2 separate regions of the Sus scrofa genome follow, and region 1 is linked to region 2. A link is a contact called in public HiChIP or PLAC-seq data. All regions are on one chromosome and are shown on one strand. Each heading gives the region's core, a stretch centred on a gene start, on an enhancer-like site or on the middle of the called end of the contact. The rest is flanking DNA. Distances are from core to core; before and after follow the strand shown. Region 1 has its middle 16 kb from the start of GDF15. Region 2 holds the start of SSBP4 (single-stranded DNA-binding protein 4).

What was found. HiChIP or PLAC-seq counts read pairs in DNA pulled down with a chosen protein or histone mark.
Region 1: an H3K27ac HiChIP or PLAC-seq map of alveolar macrophages shows a contact between it and region 2. The contact joins the enhancer-like site here to the promoter of SSBP4 in region 2. A contact is called at or near these places in 1 of 5 promoter capture datasets (fetal liver), 6 of 47 Hi-C or Micro-C datasets (blood, epiblast stem cells, heart right ventricle and 2 more) and 2 of 2 datasets of contacts at active chromatin or transcription factors (alveolar macrophages and skeletal muscle).

The regions. Positions count from the first base shown.
Region 1 is chr2:59,423,537-59,430,513 of Sscrofa11.1, reverse strand. No RefSeq gene overlaps it. Among named protein-coding and RNA genes, the nearest start is that of GDF15, 16 kb to the right of the region's middle. Within about 2 kb of position 5,558, at least 30 of the 83 cell types and tissues checked have an H3K27ac peak or open chromatin away from gene starts, as enhancers often do. A contact at or near this core is called in alveolar macrophages, fetal liver, liver and 1 more, where this site is marked.
Region 2 is chr2:59,380,171-59,386,342 of Sscrofa11.1, reverse strand. SSBP4 (single-stranded DNA-binding protein 4) reads left to right here and starts at 1,806. Exons shown (of 17, transcript XM_021083516.1): 1 at 1,806-2,149. The coding sequence starts at 2,091.

The DNA.
Region 1 (6,977 bases), core at 4,309-6,808, 40 kb before region 2:
AGTTTGGTCCCCAGCCTGATACAGTGGGATAAAGATCCGACATTGTTGCAACTGTGGCACGGGTTGCAGCTCTGGCTCAGATTTGATCCTTTGACAGGGAACTTCAATGTGCCATAGTTGGGCTGAAAAAGAAAAAAAAAAAAAAGAAAAGAAAAAGGGGAGTTCCCATCATGGCGCATCGGAAACGAATCCAACTGGGAACCATGAGGTTGCAGGTTCGATCCCTGGCCTCGCTCAGTGGGTTAAGGATCCGGCGTTGCCGTGAGCTGTAGTGTAGGTCACAGACACGGCTTGGATCTGGTGTTGCTATGGCTGTGGCATAGGCCAGTGGCAACAGCTCCGATTAGACCCCTAGCCTGGGAACCTCCATGTGCTGCTGGTGTGGCCCTAAAAAGACAAAAAAGACCAAAGGGGGAAAGAAAAAGAAAGAAAGAAAAAAAGAAAAGAAAAGAAAGAAAGAAGGGAGATCTGGCACATAATAGATGTTAAAGAATATTTGTGAACTGAATGAATAGAGTGAATGAGTAAATGAATAATAGATGCCTTCCTTTAAGGCACCTCTCATACAACAACAAGGAGAAAGACACATGGATCCTCACAGTTGTGGCCTGTCCAGGGCTCAGGACATTGAAGGAGGAGCCTGGTACAGAGAAGCCAAGCCACTTACCCAGAGTTACATAGCCAGGAACTGGCAGGATCAGGATTCAAACCTAAAAGTCCCATCTCTGAGCCTGGATTCTTCCCACAATGCCCAGGTATTGCAGGCCCATCAGTCACTTGACTGACACTGCAAATGCATCAATCTGATCTGAAGGGTAACAGAAGATGCCACGCCAGAACATGCCTCTTTGGCATGAGGATTATTTTGAGAAACTGTAGATACAGGAATAGAAGGTATGCTTTTATAAGGGACATTTACATTTATAAAGGAAATTTCCATTTCTTTCGGGTTTTTTGTCTTTTTAGGACCACACCTGCAGCATGTGGAAGTTCCCAGGCTAGGGATCTAATCGGAGCTATTGCCACTGGCCTACGTCACAGCCACAGCAACACCATATCCGAGCCTCATCTGTGACCTACACCACAGCTCACGGCAACTCGGGATCCTCGACCCACCAAGCAAGGCCAGGGATTGAACCTGCAACCTTATGGTTCTCAGTCAGATTCGTTTCCACTGCGCCACAATGAGAACTCTTCCATTTCTTTTTTTTTAATTCAATGAATTTTTTTACATTTATAGTTGTATAACCATCCTCACAACCAAATTTCATAGCATTTTCATCCCAAATCCTCAGTGCATCCCCCTAACACCCCAAAACTCTCTCATTTGGAAACCATAAGTTTTTCAAAGTCTATAAATCAGTATCCATTCTGCAAAGAAGTTCATTGTGTCCTTTTTCCAGATTCCACATGTAAATGATAGCATTTGATGTTGGTATCTTCACCATCTGACTGACTTCACTTAGCATGATAATTTCTAGGTCCATCCATGTTGCCACAAATGCCATTCTTTCTTTCCTTTTAATGGCTGAGTAATATTCCGTTGTGTATATGTACCACATCTTCTTGATCCACTCCTCTGTCGATGGACATTTAGGTTGTTTCCATGTCTTGGCTACTGCAAATAGTGCTACAATGAACATTGGAGTACATGTGTCTTTGCAAGTCGTGGTTTTCTCTGAATAGACGCCCAGGAGTGGGACTGCCGGATCAAATGGTAATTCTATTTTTAGTTTTCTGAGGAATCTCCATACTGTTTTCCATAGTGGTTGCACCAAATTGCCTTCCCACTAACAGTGTATGAGGGTTCCCTTTTCTTCACACCCTCTCCATCACTTATTGTTTTTAGACTTTTTGATGATGGCCATTCTGGCCGGTGTAAGGTGGTACCTCATAGTGGTTTTAACTTGCGTTCCTCTAATAATGAGTGCTGTTGAACATCTTTTTTTTTTTTTTTGTCTTTTTTTGTCTTTTTTGCTATTTCTTGGGCCGCTCCCGCGGCATATGGAGGTTCCCAGGCTAGGGGTTGAATCGGAGCTGTAGCCACCGGCCTATGCCAGAGCCACAGCAACGCAGGATCCGAGCCGCGTCTGCAACCTACACCACAGCTCACAGCAACACCGGATCATTAACCCACTGAGCAAGGGCAGGGACCAAACCCGCAACCTCATGGTTCCTAGTCGGATTCGTTAACCACTGCGCCACGACAGGAACTCCAATACTGTTGAACATCTTTTCATGTGCTTTTTTGGACATCTGTATGTCTAATATGTTTATTTAGTTCTTCTGCCCATTTTTTGAATAGGATTGTTTGCTTTTTTGGTATTAAGCTGCAGAAGACGTTTATAAATTTTGTATTAATCACTTGTCTGTTGCTTCATTTGCAAATATTTTCTCCCATTCTGTGAGTTGTCTTTCATCTTGTTTAGGGTGGAAATCTCCATTTCTTTTTCTTTCTTTCTCTCTCTCTTTTTTTTTTTTTTTGTCTTTTGTCTTTTGTCTTTTCAGGGCTGCACCTGCAGTATATGAAGGTTCCCAGGCTAGGGGTCCAATTGGAGCTACGGCTGTCGGCCTACACCACAGCCACAGCAATGCCAGATCTGAGCCAAGTCTGTGACCTACACCACAGCTCATGGCAACAATGGATCCTTAACCCACTGAGCAAAGCCAGGGATTGAACCCGCAACCTCATGGTTCCTAGTCAGATTCGTTTCTGCTGCGCCGAGACAGGAACTCCGGAAATTTCCATTTCTTAAGGGGGTCTCCCTCTATATATAAGAAGGAGGAAGATGGCTATAAATCACTGGAGAATCCTATCACTGGAGAACACAAATTAAGAGTTCCCATTGTGGCTCGGCAGCTTAAGAACCCAACATGATGTCTGTGAGGTTCCATCCCTGGCCTTGCTCAGTGCATTAATGATCTGGCATTGCTGCAAATTATGGGGTAGGTTGAGTGGGATAGGCCTCAACTGCAGCTCTGAATTGACCCCTAGCTCAAGAACTTCCACATGCCGCAGGTGCAGGTGTGGCCGTACAAAAAAGAGGGGGAAAATAAGCATAAATTAAAATATGCACAACAAATCTCGCCCTTGTTTACCATGCTTTTCCTGGTTGCCTCCCAGAACTGGCCTCAACAACCCCCATTCCAATGTCCTTCTTTTTGTCTTTAGCTGAAGATGGTATTGAAAGCAGTGGCTTGGGCCATTTTGGGGAGGTTAACTCAGTTTCCCTCTTCATCGCCCATATTTACAGGAGGTATGCATGTCAAATTTCTATTTTTCTCTTGTTAGTCTGTCTTTTATTACTGGGGGGCAGGTCTCAGACAAGAACTCAGAAGGGTAGAGAGAATTCTTCTTCCTTCCCTGCTACATCTCAGGGCAGATATATCCCCTCATTTTAGAGGCTCTGCGGGAGACAGAGCTTCCCACCTGGGGCTCCAAGCCCAGCCTCACTGGCTTCTGGCCATGGCACACCCACTTCTCTGGCCTCAGTTTGTCACTTGTGAAATGGAGGTAAGGAGCCCACCTCATCAGGTCTCATAAGGATGATGTCTTACCTGCCAGACACACAGTCATGAAACTAAGCCCCACTAAAACCCAGTTCCCTTACCCAGTTTATGATCAACCACTCTATCCCAAACTTTATTCCCTTTCATGTCCCTTCTGACCTCCATCCTGGGCTAACTGAACAACTGATCAACCAGAGTCAGATGATTAAAATTGTTGATGTTGATAACATCATTAATGTACTAAAATTGAAGATAACATCGCTAACATAGGAGCGCAGGTTGTTTCCCCAGGGCAAGATAAGCTCACAGACCCTGGAGCCATGGACCACCTGGCCAGAGAATTGTAAACCAGGGCCATTCTGATACCTGGAACTGTGATTAAGAAATGTCACAGCCCTGGGTCACTTTGCTGTACAGCAGAAATTGGCATAATTGTAACTCAACTATAATTTTTTTTTTAATAAAAAGAGGAGTTCCTGTTGTGGCTTAGCAGGTTAACCAATGTACTGTCTGTAAGGATGCAGGTTCGATACCTGGCCTTGCTCAGTGGGTTAAGAATCCATTGTTGCCACAAGCTGTGGCATAGGTCACAGATTTGGCTTGGATCTGGCATTGCTATGGCTGTGATTCAACCCCTAGCCTAAGAAATTCCTTATGCCATAGTGAGGCCATAAAAAGAAAAGAAAAAAAAATGTCACAGCAAGATTACAAGATGATTAATCTCTTTGTTCTTCCCCTTAAAAAGAAAAAAGAAAAAAGAAAAAAACCCTCACTCAAAGACCAAGGTGAAGTGGATCAGAGCCTTGTCTCCCACTCCTTTGCTTGGAGTCCTGCAATAAACGCTGTACTTTCCTTCATCACAACCTGGTGTCAGTAGATTGGCTTTGCTGTGCTTAGGATGATCCAACCCTCATTTGGTTTGGTGCAGTAGACATTCAAACTTTCTTCCCCTGGTATTTATTTCTTTGCTCTACACTCTGCTGCAGAAGTAGATGTCTCCCCAAACCATCACCACCATTCACTATTGTGATGTCTCTCAGGGAGTTTTCATGGCCCTTCTCTGAACCAGACCTACCTTGATGAACTGATACCTATCCCTCAGTCCCTGGGAATTTGACTTTATTTCAGAAAAGGGCCTATGCAGATACAGTTAAGTTTGATGTAATGACAAAGATCTTGGGATAAAATTGTTCTGGATTTACAATAGACCCTAAATATAAAAACAGAAGAAATAAGAGTTCCAGTTGTGACTCAGCAGGTTAAGAAGCTGACTAGTATCCATGAGGATGCAGGTTCCATCCCTGGCTTTGCTCAGTGGGTTAAGGATCTGGCATTGCACAAGCCTATGGTGTAGGTTGCAGATGAGGCTTGGATTCAGTGTTGCTGTGGCTGTGGCATAGGCTCTGATTCAATCCCTAGCCCAGGAACTTCTATATGTTGCAGGTGCAGCTATAAAAAGAAAAAAAAAGAGGGAGTTCCCACTGTGGTGCAGCAGAAACAAATCCAACTAGTATCATGAGGATTGGGTTCGATCCCTGGCCTCGATCAGTGGTTTGGGGGTCTAGTGTTGCTGTGAGCTGCAGTGTAGGTTGCAGACATGGCTAGGATCCTGAGTTGCTGTGGATGTGATGTAGGCCATCAGCTGTAGCTCCCATTTGACCCTTAGGCTGGGAACTTCCATATGCTGCAGTGTGGCCCTAAAAAACAAACAAAAAATAAATAAATAAAAAGAAAAAAAACAAAAAAAGAAAAATAAAAACAGGAGAGATAGACAGAGAAAGGGAGAAAGAAATGGGAAATCAGAGGCACAGACTTAAGTGATGGAGCCACAGGCCAAGGAACATCTGGGGCCACTAGAAGCTGGAAGAGGCCAGGAAGCCTCCTCCCCTAAGACTTCAGAGAGGACACAGCCCTGCTGACCCTTGATTTCAAAATTCCGGACACCAGAACTGTGAGAGAATAAATTCCTGTTGTTTTAAGTCACCTAGTCTACAGCAATGTGTTAACAGCAGCCACAGGACACTGATATAGGGACACTGGAATTTGGTCCTTGGGAAGGCCATGGTCTGGCAGGGCACAGACCCAGACTTGGATGCTCTAGCCCTGTGTGGTCAAGGTGGGGCCAGAGGAAGGCCCCTCAGCTTGAGGGCAACAGAGAAGAGAGCAAGGAAGTCTTTACTGGAAGATGGGGCATCAAAGGTGGGGTTTAAGAGATAAATAGGAGATTGCCAGTGGGGGCCATTCTTTCTAAGCAGACTTGCCCTGGCCTGTCTGAGCCTAACTCTGGCTGAAACTGAGATTTTATTGGCCAACCACTCATAATAGTAATAGAAATGAGTTCTACAACATTGCGATTGTAGTTACAATCAAGCTTCATACTAATACTGAGAAACTGAGTTTTGAAGAAGTTAGTAATACTTCCCAAATCTGCTTGGCCTCTCAAGAACTAAGCCAGGATTTGAACCCAGGCTGGCTAGGGACCCCTGTCTACAACACAGAGGCATACTGACCTAGAGGGATGTTCACAGCAATAGGACAGCAATTCTCCTTGTCCACTGAACTCATAGATTTTTAAATAACCTGATTTTTTTCACCATGTCCGGATCTGACGTCATGACCATGTTTGCCTTGAATCACGAGAAACAAACCACAGAAGTGGGTATTTACTTGTGTGTTTGATGAGGGTGCCTCCAGCCAACAGTAATCGGTAAGAAACATTTTGGGAGGTTTGGGGCTGAGCCAAGTGGAGGGAACAGCTTGACCCCTGGCCTCCATGTTCTGTTTACCTCTGCCCCGACTTGGCCTGCAGGACTTGAGGAATGCATGGTCCCGGCCCACTAAGCTCATTGCTGGCTGGATGCCCACAGCCTGCCCCATCGCTCCTCCCAGTTTGGCCACGGGGCTGACTATGAGGTCATCAGCTAATGTGCTGTGAAGGGGAGCCAGATCAGCCCAGCTGCCAGCATGCCAGAGTCTGGTGAAGTGGAAATCGCCCTGGAGCTAATGTCACCCTTTCCTGTTTCCAGGGATCACCCATGAGCTTTGTCCCCCTTGAGAAGTTCCAGGAATAAAATGATCTAATGACTGGTCCTACTTGTAAAGTAACAGACACCCACTCATGAGTCAGCAGTTCCACACCCAGACATGCACAGTAGAATACTATATAGCAATGAAAAAGAAAGACCCACACAACAGATGAACACAGCAATTCATAGACATGGTGGTGAGTGAAAGTCAGCAGACAGAAAAGGGGATGTGCTGGCCGGTTCTGTACCAAAATTAGCCATAGTAACAGGTAAGCACAGCTGTTAATCCAGAGGTAGGAGGAATGATGGGACAGGTGTGGGGCTGAGAATGCTCTGGAGCTTCATTTGGGAAGGGGTTATGTGCAATGTCATTGAACTTAACACCTAAGATTAGTCCTTTTGGCTTTCTGTAAGTTGTATGTTGGTTTTATGTTTGTTTGT
Region 2 (6,172 bases), core at 557-3,056:
CGACGCCCGACAGAATCAAGTCTGCCGCGCCCCATTAAAACGCAGAGAGGGCCCCTCCTCCGCGCCGGCCTGGGGCCTAGGAGGCCCGCGGGAGAGGAAGCTGGGGGAGGGGACGACCGGCTGGACAGGAAGTGGGAAGGGCTGGCGTCCCCCCCAACCCCGGCCGGGGCCCCTCAGGATGGAGGCGGGGCTGACGACCGCCTGGCCCTGCCCTTCCCTTCCTCCTCGTCCGTCTGGAACCCCAGCGGTTCAGGACTTCCCGCCCGCCAGAAGCCTTGGGTCGGAGGGAGGCCATTGGGGGCGGTTCTAAGAGGGAAGCATAATGGGGGTCGTAGGGCAGCGGGAAGGGCGTTCCGATCAAGGCTCGCGCGCGCGCGCGCGCGCACACACAAACACACAACATGGGAAATCTGAGCGCACAACCACACAACAGAGGTCCCAGGGAGGCAGCAATCCAACCTAGTGCACAAAATGTGACGTGGCGTCACTTGGCCCCCCAAAACCGCCGCGGACACGCAGCCACCGTCGCAGAGCCAGGGACAGTTGCCCCGCCAGCGACTGGGTACTTGCCAATCCTCCCACACACAGCGATGCACACGTGCACTCACACAGGATCCGCATGTCTACACACACACTGGTTGCACGTAGCAAAAAAAAGAATACCTATGGCAAATATTCCCAGAAGCATCCAGACCTAGAGTCACAGTTGGACCTTGGACCGCCTCTCCTCACCCAGCCCACGCACGCAGCCCACAGGTCCCCTGGCGCACAGGCCTCCACCCCTCCCAAGCACCCCTTGCCCTGCGGGTGTCCTTCCTTGCCTGAGTGTCTGCCTCCACCTTCTCTGAAAATATCCTGGGGGTAGAAGAAGGGTCCCAGGAGAGAGAATGGAATACCCTTTCCCTGCACCCAGGCAAATGGGATTCATGCCATTAACAGCTGGCAACACTGGCAGAGAGGCGGAGCAGGCGGGAGTGACCCAGTCCGTCACCCAGCACCGACTATTGACACGAGGTGTGACAGTAGGGCTGTGCAGAGTGGCTCCCAGCGTGTGGCCTGGGCACCCCAGGAGCTTCTTGTCTGTGTGGTGTCTTTGTGCTGCGAGCATCTCTGTTGTGTGACTGTGCGTTGCGTGTGACTGTGTGACACAGTTATCTGTGGCTCAGTGACAGCCCAGGCCCCTGTGTGGAGCCCTCCAGAGGCTGCAACAGGGTGCCCCAGGGTGACAGCAAGTAGCTGCTTGGGCTCATTCCACAGCTGTTGGAAGATGTGCCATAGCGGTTCCAAATGCGTGTCTATGCAGGTGTGTGCCGAGGTGCGCGTGGTCTGTTTCAGTGTTCTGTAACAGCAACTATTTAAGCTGTGTATACCTGCGTGTCTCTGGGCAGACTGTGTATGGCGGTCCCCACCTGTGCTGCGGGGTGATACATCCAGTGTGACTGCCTGTAGCTTTATAGGTCTATCAGTAGTTATTCCAGTAGTTATGCGGACTTACGTGTGGAGTCTTGTGTCGGAGAATGCTATCGCAATTAAGTGTGGGCTTGTGTTCTTAGGTGTACAATTTGGGTGGCTGGTTCTATTTGGACAATGTGTGTGTAGCCATGATCAGCTGTGTCCCGCTGTGTGCCCCAGAAGTGGTGTCCCCACTCATGCCCTGAGCGTGAGCAGCCCGCGCCCCCTCCCCCCGCGGCGGGCACTGCGCTTGCGCGCCCGGCCCACGGTCCTGGCGGCGGGACCCACCCGCGCTCCTGCCATCGCCCCTTTAAGAGCGGCGCCCGCGAGCGACGGGGAGGCGGCGGGCGGGGGCGCGCGCGGCGGGAGGAGGGGGCGCGCGCTTCCCGGAACAGCCCGCGCTGAGGGAAGAGAGGAAGAAAATAAAACCCGTGGTCAGAGCCAAAGCTGGAGCTGCCGCCGCCGCTGCCGTCTCGGCCGTTTGGAGCTCCCCCGCGCGGACGATGCCCGCGATGCCCGCGCGGGGCTCGGGGTGGTGAGGCCCGGGACGCGGGGTAGCTATGGCGACCGGGAGCGCGGCCCGCGGCGCCGCCTGACAGGTGTGGGGCCCCAGCGCGGCGGCGGCGGCACGGAGCAGGATGTACGCCAAGGGGGGCAAGGGCTCGGCCGTGCCCTCCGACAGCCAGGCACGCGAGAAGTGAGTCAGTGGGCCGGGACCTCGGGAGCCGGGGGCGGGGCTCAGTGGCCGCGCCGCTTCCGTGGGCCCCACCGCCAGCGGGCACTGCGTTGGGCACTGCGTTGGGCACGTGGGTGCGGGGTGCAGGGCGTGCGGGGCCAGAGCACGCTCGAAGGGCCGCGAGATTTGAGCGGGTGCGCGAGACCCGAGGGGGCTCAAGGAGGCGCGAGATACGTGGGAGCGCTCAAAACCCAAAGGGTCATGAGGGATTTAAGGGGTCGCGAGATTTGAGGGGACGCGCGAGACTCGAGAGGTTGAAAGAGTAGTAGGGGCGCAGGAGACCCGAGGGGTGCGAGATTTGCGGGGGCGCGCGAGACTCGAGGGTGCGAGATTTGAGGGGGCGCGCGAGATCCTAGAGTGACTAGAGGGTCGCGAGACCTCCCCGACGGTCGAGACTTGGGTGTGCAAGGTTGCATATGTGAGTGCATGGAGTCACAGTTTGTGTAGCTTCCTCCATCCTCCCAGGAAGTTTCCCAGGTAGGGGACACTGCTTACTCTGGTACTTCTGCTCCTTGGGAAAAGCTTGAGAGATGATAGAAGGGCCTGCAAGGCCACCTGTCCAAGCGGGCTTGGGGCGGCTGGATGGGGCCCTGAGGAAGCTGCAAGGCTCACAGTCCTGGGGCCTGCCACTTGTTCTGGGGCTGGGCTGGGCTGTGGGTAGCAGATGCTTTCAGGCTGTTAGAAGGATAGGTAGCTAATTTCCAGACTCTGTGATGAGAGCTTCTTGGGGTGGGGAGGCAGCAGGGCTGCTGTGCTTCCCTTGCCTTCTGACACTGTCTCTTAACCTGTTTTGTGGCTTTGGATGAGGGAGCACCCCCTGCTAGGCTCACTTTCCCTTCCTTATAAATGCAGTGCCATCTCTTAGGTTTGGGGAGCATTTGAAAGGTGCTGGAGCTGCGACTGCCTCACAGTAAGGGCACCCAATGGTTTTGCAGTATTGTTAAAGTGCCAGAGAGAAGGGAAGGCTTGCCATGGCTGATGGCCAATGGTTGATTCACAAGATCCTAGAAGGACTTGAATGTCTGGGTGGTGAGGAAGCCCCTTGGACATGGGCTCTTTCCTGTTCTGCCTTTTCTGCCTGGGCTGACATTGAGGTCACTGCCCCACCCCACTCCTACATACACACATAAGGATGAGTGTCCATTCTCTACCCAGCCTTGGGGTCATTTTGGAGAAGAGCCTTCTGGCCAAAAGATGCTAGGTAGATGAGTACTTTTCTAGGCTTGTCTTGTCGATCTGCACAGTTATGAGGTGGGCTCCATTTCCAGGCACCTTCGAGCAGGAAGGCTTTTTGAAACTGGCACCTGGCTCTTTTGAGGTTGGAAGCAGGGGATGTCTGGATACCCAACTCCTGGGAATCCTGGCACATCTGCAGCCATCCTTTTACCCTGGCTGCTGGGATCTAGGGGCTACCACTCCCTCAGTGGGAATTGTTCACTTGTTCAGACATGTGCTGGGCTGGGTCCTGGGGCATAGTGGTTGGAAAGGCACACCTTGGCCCTGAAGAAGCCCACATCCTAGCTAGGAGGCAAGCGAGTTACTTAGCAAGCTGATGTGAAGATCTTGGGATGTGCTATGAAGAAAGCAAAGTGGGAGGTAGTGAAGTGTGAGGGAGGTGCCAGGTGTGCAGAGACCTGGAGGAAGAGCTGATGGCTGAGGGCACAGCAAGTGCAGAGTCCCTAGGGTGAGGCCAGGCAAAAGAGCTAGGGCTGGTGTCCAGGGGTGGGGTGTGCCGTATGAGCCAGAGAGGCATGTGTTTGAAAGTGCATTCCAGCTCTTTTGTGGACTAGGGCTTATTTGGGGTTGGTGGGGGTAGAGGACCAGGAGACCTGGGAAAGGCAGGCACAGTTAACTGGGAGAGAGCTAATGGTGGCAGCTTAGGTGGTGGTCATGGAGACAGAGTGGAGGAAATGGGTTTGAGCTGGGGTGGTAGGGTTTGGAGTTGCATTTCAGTCCCACTGAACAGTTCAGGAAAGATTTTGGGGGTTTTTTTGTTTTTTGGTTTTTGGGTTTTTTTTGGCCATGGCATGCAGTGGCTTGATGTGGGATCTTAGTTCCCAGACCAGAGATTGAACCTGGGCTGCGGTGGTGAAAGCACTGAGTCCGAACCATTAGACCAGCAAAGAACTCCCAGATTTTGATTCTTTTTTTTTTTTTTTTTTGGTCATGCCTGCAGCCTGTGAAAGTACCTGGGCCAGGGATCGAACCTGAGCCACAGCAGTGACAATGCCAGATCCTTAACAGCTAGGCCATTAGGAAACTCCCAGATCTTGATTCTCTGAACATGGTCTTGGCTCTTGGCCCCTCTCCCCCATCATTTTTGGCCAGAGCCATCCTGCACTCATCCATTTCTTGTATAAGCATTGACTTGGAGATGAGGTTCTGCTGCTAAAGAAAGTTTGGAAAGCACCAGATGGTGGCATCCACTTCACCGACAGGGATGACAGGGTCCTGGAGAGGAAGGGACCTGCTGAAGCCAAGGGTTCTGGGTCACAGGTGAGCTCTCAGAAGCATAGGGGCTGATACACCAAAGAGGTGGGCTGGTTGCTCTGAGCCTCAGTTGCCTTATCTGAAATGTGGGCCTTGCAGGATTCTCACAAGGACTGGGTGAGAGGCTTCAGTTAGAGCACCCCTCACAGGCAGCCACCACCCGAGCCACTTCCTGTCCCTGGGCCTTGGTTTCCTCCTCTGTGAAATGGGGTAAATGGGGTGGAGTGGGTTCCACTGCCCAGGGCCTTGACTCTCTGGGACTATTTTTTCTTCCCCGATCTCATCTTCCTGCTTCCTCCTGCCCTTCCTCTCCTTCATTCTTGGGCCCCTGTCCTGAGCCACCTCTGGCTCCCCATCTAAACACTATAGACTTGGGCCAGCTTGTCCCCCAAATGGACTTAGTGCCTTCTAGGTGCATGGACTTTGGGTCCCTGCCCTTGGAGGCTCACAGCAAACAGTGGTAACTGCAGAGTCCAAGGAGTACAATGAAGGGATGGCAGGGTGGGAGAGGGAGGCTGGGGGTCTGAGTGGGCTGCCTGTAGGAAAACATAACCTCTCCTTCTGTAAATAATGAACACTCCACAGTTCCTGCTATGGCGCATCAGGTTAAGAATCTGACTGTAGCAGCTCGGGTTGCTGAGAGGTGGGAGTTTGATCCCTGGCCCAGCACAGTGGGTAAAGGATCTGGCATTGCCTTGGCTGTGGCTCAGATTCAGTATGGCCCACTTAAAAAAAAAGGAATTCCCGGAGTTCCCGTCGTGGCACAGTGGTTAACGAATCCGACTAGGAACCATGAGGTTGCGGGTTCGATCCCTGGCCTTGCTCAGTGGGTTAAGGATCCAGTGTTGCCGTGAGCTGTGGTGTAGGTCGCAGACTCAGCTCGGATCTGGCGTTGCTGTGGCTGTGGCTCAGGTTCAGTCAGTGGCCCATTTTAAAAAAAGGAATTCCCATTGGGATTCCGTAGGTTAAGGACCCAACGTTGTCTCTGTAAGGGTGCAGGTTCCGCCACTGGCCTCACTCAGTGGGTTAAGGATCTAGCATCGCTAAAAAGCATTGGTGGGTTGCAGTTGCAGCTCAGATCTCGTGTTGCCATGGCTGTAGGTAGGCTGTAGCTGCAGCTCCAATTTGACCCCTGGCCCAGGAACTTCATGTGTTGCAGGTGTAGCCGTAAAAAGACAAACAAAATATTGAATACGTCATCCTAAGGGAAGCCCCAAGAGCACTTACCCCCAGAACTAACTAGTACCTGCATTTGGTCATCGGTTTTAGGTCTTTTTTTCTTCTTTTTTTTTTTTTTTTTTTTTTTTTGTCTTTTCTAGGGCATATAAAGGTTTCCAGGCTAGGGATCGAATCCAAGCCGTAGCTACTGGCCTGTGTCACAGCCACAGCAATGCAGGATCCCAGACACATCTGCAGCCTACACCACAGCTCACGGCAACGCCGGATCATTAACCCACTAAGCAAGGTCAGGGATCGAACCTACAACCTCATGGT